2 separate regions of the Sus scrofa genome follow, and region 2 is linked to region 1. A link is a contact called in public HiChIP or PLAC-seq data. All regions are on one chromosome and are shown on one strand. The core of a region is the stretch at or near the end of the contact, and the rest is flanking DNA. Distances in the headings are between cores, read along the strand shown. Region 1 holds the start of ARL6IP5 (ADP ribosylation factor like GTPase 6 interacting protein 5). Region 2 holds the start of LMOD3 (leiomodin-3).

Region 1 (2,830 bases), core at 302-2,801:
AAGAAGGGAGTTAGGGAAAATATGAGAGCTCAGGAACATTTTCACATTTCAAACTTTGTTCAGAAAGCATCAGCTATCATATGCCTTAGCACTGACTGAATTCAATTACCAAGCTTTCTTAAACACTGGTGGCAAGAGTAATTTCTTAGAATCATTGAAAGTTATTTAACTACCTTCTGAATCATCATCAAGGGAAATCAAACTATGTCTTCCACATGTTGTATTAGGTATTTTTTTTGCTTTCCAATTTTTTGAAAACTGGTAATCTGAGGAGAGTGAATTGAGTTTTGTTTGTCTCTTTGTTTTTGGCCACACCTTCTGCATATGGAAGTTCCCAGACCACGCCAGAGTAGTGACCTTAGCTGCTGCAGTGACAATGCCAGATCCTTAACCCACTGCACCACAAGGAAATTCCAATTTCAATTTTTTAAAAACAGCTCCACTTGCAGGTTTAGAGACTTTGTTATCTTAAAAACTAATATCTTAGAAATCTGCCTACCACACAATTAACCTACAATTAACCAAAATACTTATGCATTTTGGTAAAAGGAGGCTTACTGTATCAACCAGCTCCTTATTGGAAAGAAAAGAAAAAGATGACTCTTTGGAACCCCTAGAAGGAAATTTACAAGTAATACACCTCTTGGCAGTTTTTTGGGCAGGGATACAAAGCTATCACATTATCTATTAAAATACTATCCTCCCTTAGAATTGTCCCCAGATATTAGGATAATACTAAGATTTTCTGGAGTGGAATCCATGTTTCTGCCCAGAAAACACTGAATGCGGAACAATTAGTTCATTGCAGATCACTGTTTACTTTCAAATATAAACATGCTCAGCTCAGGTCTGAAGTGACCAGAGTGCCCACTTTCTCAAAACAGCACAGTAGTTGTATAATTTTGTCCCAAGAGAATAGAGGATGGAGAACAAAGAAGAGAAGTGAAAGAACAAACCAGCCCTATCGTTCTTCAGTCCCTCTTTCCCATTTTGCCGATCTGATTTCACTCATAGTGACTCACGGTGAGAAAGAAAACAGGAGAATTGCATTCGGATGTGCAAGAGTTAGTAACCACTTAATTTTCAAAACCAGCTCATCCTCCAGTAACACTATAGTTGTTCCACTCCATTTCACTTAGATGGGCATACGAACAGCTGCAAAAATTGTCCCTAAAGTCCAGAACACTTTCCTCGTTTTGACACTCAAAAGGGGTATTTTTAAAGGAGGCTGCATTCGAACTGCTAGGGAAGGAGTTGCCACTTCGCTTCAGACAGAGGACTTCCGCTGGTTTCTTTCTGTCCTTTCATCTCTGTTTTGCACTTGGTCTTTCTCTGGGCCTCAGTTTTCCTGTAACCAACCTCTTAGAGCCAATCAAGAAGTAAAGAAGAGAAGAAACGCCCGCCCGCTCTCACTTTTCTTCCTTCCACTGCCTACTAACCACAAAGCCGACTGCGCCAGGGCCGCTGTCATCTTTCACCTAGCTCAGCTGATCGGTTGCCGCCGCCGCCGCTGCCAGATTCCAGAAGCAAAGAACCACAAGCTGGTAAGATAGACATGGACGTGAATATCGCTCCGCTCCGCGCCTGGGACGATTTCTTCCCGGGCTCTGATCGCTTCGCCCGGCCAGACTTTAGGGACATTTCCAAATGGAACAACCGCGTGGTGAGCAACCTGCTCTATTATCAGACCAACTATCTGGTGGTGGCTGCCATGATGATTTCCGTCGTGGGGTAAGTGGGGTCCCCCTCCTGGGCACTGATCGGGGTCAGCACCGAGTGGGCTCTGGGTGGAAGATCCCAGGATATAGAATCGCTCTCCACGCCCAGCGCCTGCCCGGGTAACTGCAAGAGGCCAAACCAGTGGAAACTAGTTCGCAGGGCGAGGCCGCAGCAATCAAGAAGTCCCCTGTTCTTTTCCATCCTTCGGGCTGAAGTGTGATGGAGGTCCTAGGGGTGAAGAAATGTTGTCAACCTCGGACAAAAAAAAAATGACTTTCCCCCCGCCTGTGCCTAGATTACGCTCTTGTTGGTGGGTGGTATTTGTAGCCAGCCCTCCAGTCTTTTAAAAAGAAGAAAGAGGAAAGTGGTGTAACCTTATCCTGGGGCTGGCTGGGGCGGATGCCGCCCTGGAAGGAAGGCTTGAGGTGTCGTGGTGTGAATCCGGATTCTGCCTTCTGGGGTGTTAGTGTAAAAAGGGCATCAGAGAGGCGACCCGCTTGTTGGGTTTCTCTGCCTAGTGGCTGCCACATGGTACAGGAAAGCTGAGCTTGGGAGCAAAAGGGTGGGTGTTGCCTGGTGGCGCATCTCGCAGTATGGGATGAAGTCGGCCCTGACTCTGGAAACGGCGTCGTTTTGCTCTTTTTTCTTACAGGAGTTGCCAGGTTTGGTCACCTTATCTGCACACTTGATCTTAAAATGAACAGTGCCCTGTGTTATACACGATTTCACACACACACATGCACACACCTGAGCAGCTAGAAACCACTTTGTCTCCTAGTTCACCCTTTAAGAAATGCTTCACTCACTTTTGCAAGATGGGTGGTGATATTCTAGGTCTTGCTGATCCCATGCATCCGTAAAGAAAAAGCCACCTTCAGACTTTATGAAGGAACTCTCTTACCATTAAAAGAAGTATCAGACTTTTCTATTTGAAAGCAAACACAGAGGGAAAGAAAAAGCAAGCTGGCCTGGGAGAAAGGAAAAAAACCTAATCTTGATGGGTATGGGAAAGGGTGAATAGGGTGGTTTCTTAAGTTGCTTTGCTGTTCTTTGGCTTATTTATTGAGTCACTTTTCCGTGCCAAGCTCTGGCACACCAGGATCAATCAGAC
Region 2 (2,709 bases), core at 83-2,582, 45 kb after region 1:
TTAGAACTTTCCTTAAGTTACAGCCAGTGTGACCATAATGTCACAAGATGGATCTCTATCATTAGGCATGACTAAAAGAGACTTTACCTATGGGAATCTCTGTCTTCTTTTTGCTAAGTCCTTTTAAAGTGAGACATTAATGATTATTGCTGATATACAAGTTCATTGATTGAACCACAGTTCTTGTTTTCATGTAAGAACATATTTAAAGAAAGAACTCTCTTTAAAACAGAGTTCTTAATAGCATCACCATCTAAATTCATCACTGATATCCAAGGCACCGTGGTGATACTGGATTTTTCTTGTTATTTGACTTAGTTAAATCGCAGGGTGTGTGACTGGACTTCAGGATCTGTATCACCCTTGAGATTAAATGTGAACTATCTATGCGTGTGCCAGAAAGAGAGGACACGGAGCTTTCTTTGGCTTATTAAAGGGAACTGTGAGCCAAAAAGCAATAAGGACAAACGTCTCTGGGTTATGAATTAATTCATTAAGTATCATGTCTACAGAATAGAGGCTTTCCTGCACAAGAAACCCCCTAGTGATTTTTTAAAAAGAGATATTAACAAGAAGTTACTACTTTTTCCTCCCAATTATATCATGTAAATATTTTACAGAGTTTTGATCCAGTGTAAGATTAAATATTCTGATTTATCTATAAAGGTCGACAAGACGAAACAGAGTCTTGAGGAATAACAGTCACAATATGAAAACGTGCCAGCCCAGCAATGAGCAGCCATTTCTCCTTTGTACACAAATCCCCGGTTACCTCAGATGGCACAAAGGTGACAGGAACCCGTTCGTCTTCCAGCATGCGCCTGGACGCCTTTTGCCAATACATATAATCAACGAGAGATTTATGGTCGAAGTTTCCTGTTGGTGGCTTGTCGGTCTGATCCTTCTGAATCATTCCCACAGGAAGCCTGGGGTCAGGGGCCATCACGTCCATTTCCGACTGCAGTTCTTTGAGCTCTTCTGGGGACAAGTTGGCCAAGATTTCATCTTCGTCAATCTCCCTGTCAAAGGGTTCTTCTTGATCTGAATTCCTGCTGTGCTCTGACATGATTCTTTTCTATACTTTTCTATCTTACTAGAAAAGGAAAAATAATCAAAGAAGTTTTTTTTTTAAAAAATTCTCAAGAAGTCCCCCCAGGTCAATAACACCTTGAGAGATGTTTTCCCCCAAGAACCCCAGTGGTGCTTGCAGAGCTTCTGAGAGTGACTGCAGCTAAGCTCATGCCATAACTATATTAAGCAGGGCTTGGCTGGAGAGGCTCAATTTATGGAACTACTATGCGCCTCTCTTTTCGGCAACTTGAGTCAGCTGTGCAAATCCATCTGACATTTCAGTACAGCTGCTTGGGTTCACCAGTGAGGAATAGGTCTACAGAATCTCTGCAGGAATAAAATTAATTCTCTTCCTATGTCCTCTCACACTGTCCCACACCAAATTCATGCAGCCCATACACACATACCCCAATACTGCAGGGGAGACCACTTTTTTTATTGAAATGATTAAAACAACTTACAATATTTCAGGAGGAAAATCCAAATGGCGACCTGAGTTCCACTGAAGTGAAAAATTCTTATGAAGGTGGAAATCAGGCTTTCAGGGCTTGCCTCTTCACTACAGTGAGACTCTGGAAGCAAATAAACCTGCGCAGAGCCAAGCAGAGATCTGGCTATCCTACTCACCTGCTGCGTAAACTGAACCTTTGCAAGATGTCCTTATTTGCATCTAGATCCTGTGATCTAACAGGTAGGGAAAAGCAGCACTTGAATTTCCACTAGGAGTGAGGAGTTTAGTATTTTAAATAATTTGTTTTTCTTATTAAGCATCCATTAAGCCAGGATAAAAATTTAAATGGATCTAAATTCAAATGCAAAAACAAACTCAAACCATTAAAATACGGGAAGAAATTATGAAATGATTTTTTACACTACTTCAGAGAACAATATGGCAATACGTATCCAGATAAGAAACCTACTATTCTTTGACTAAGCATTCCACTTTGAGGAATATATCCTTCAGATATATTCCCATTTAAGTGAAATGATAGGTACACAAGATTATTCAATATAGCAAACTACAAAACTGTGTACTGTATGCTATTATTTGTGTGATAAAGTGTAAAAAGAATGATGAATATACAAATTTTATCAACACAACAGATTCTTGGAAATATGCACAAGAAACCAGTAACACTGGATGCTACTAGAGAGAGAAATGGGCTATCTGGGAGACAGGGCTAGGAAGACTTTGTTATTCCATATCCTTTCATAGTTATCAAATTTGGGGACTTAAAATGACAATTCAAAAATGCACATTTATTGTGTAAAACTTGGGATGGCACAGGAAAGCATAAAGAAAATAAAAGTTTCCCCTTATTGTACCACTAATTAACATTTTATCATTCCAGTTAGTCCTTTCTTCTAGGCATATGAATTCAATAATCTTTTGTCATCTGTTTTTTAACTTACAAAATTACATTGTTCCCCCCCCAGGCTATATAGAGTATATTCTACTACCACATAATTTTCTTTTTTTGGCTGTACCCACAGCATGTCAAGATTCTTGGGCCAGGGAGAGAACCCAAACCACAGCAGCGACCCAAGCTGCTACAGTGACAAGGCTGGATTTTTAACCCACTGCTCCATAAGACAACTCCTCTACTATCACATAATTTTTTTTCTCTACTATTACAT

What was found. HiChIP or PLAC-seq counts read pairs in DNA pulled down with a chosen protein or histone mark.
Region 2: a contact with region 1 is called in an H3K27ac HiChIP or PLAC-seq map of skeletal muscle. The contact joins the promoter of LMOD3 here to the promoter of ARL6IP5 in region 1. A contact is called at or near these places in 4 of 47 Hi-C or Micro-C datasets (embryonic fibroblasts, psoas muscle and skeletal muscle) and 1 of 2 datasets of contacts at active chromatin or transcription factors (skeletal muscle).

The regions. Positions count from the first base shown.
Region 1 is chr13:50,508,226-50,511,055 of Sscrofa11.1, forward strand. ARL6IP5 (ADP ribosylation factor like GTPase 6 interacting protein 5) reads left to right here and starts at 1,552. Exons shown (of 3, transcript NM_001048073.1): 1 at 1,552-1,731. The coding sequence starts at 1,556.
Region 2 is chr13:50,553,014-50,555,722 of Sscrofa11.1, forward strand. LMOD3 (leiomodin-3) reads right to left here and starts at 1,333. Exons shown (of 3, transcript XM_013981880.2): 1 at 773-1,333. The coding sequence starts at 1,066.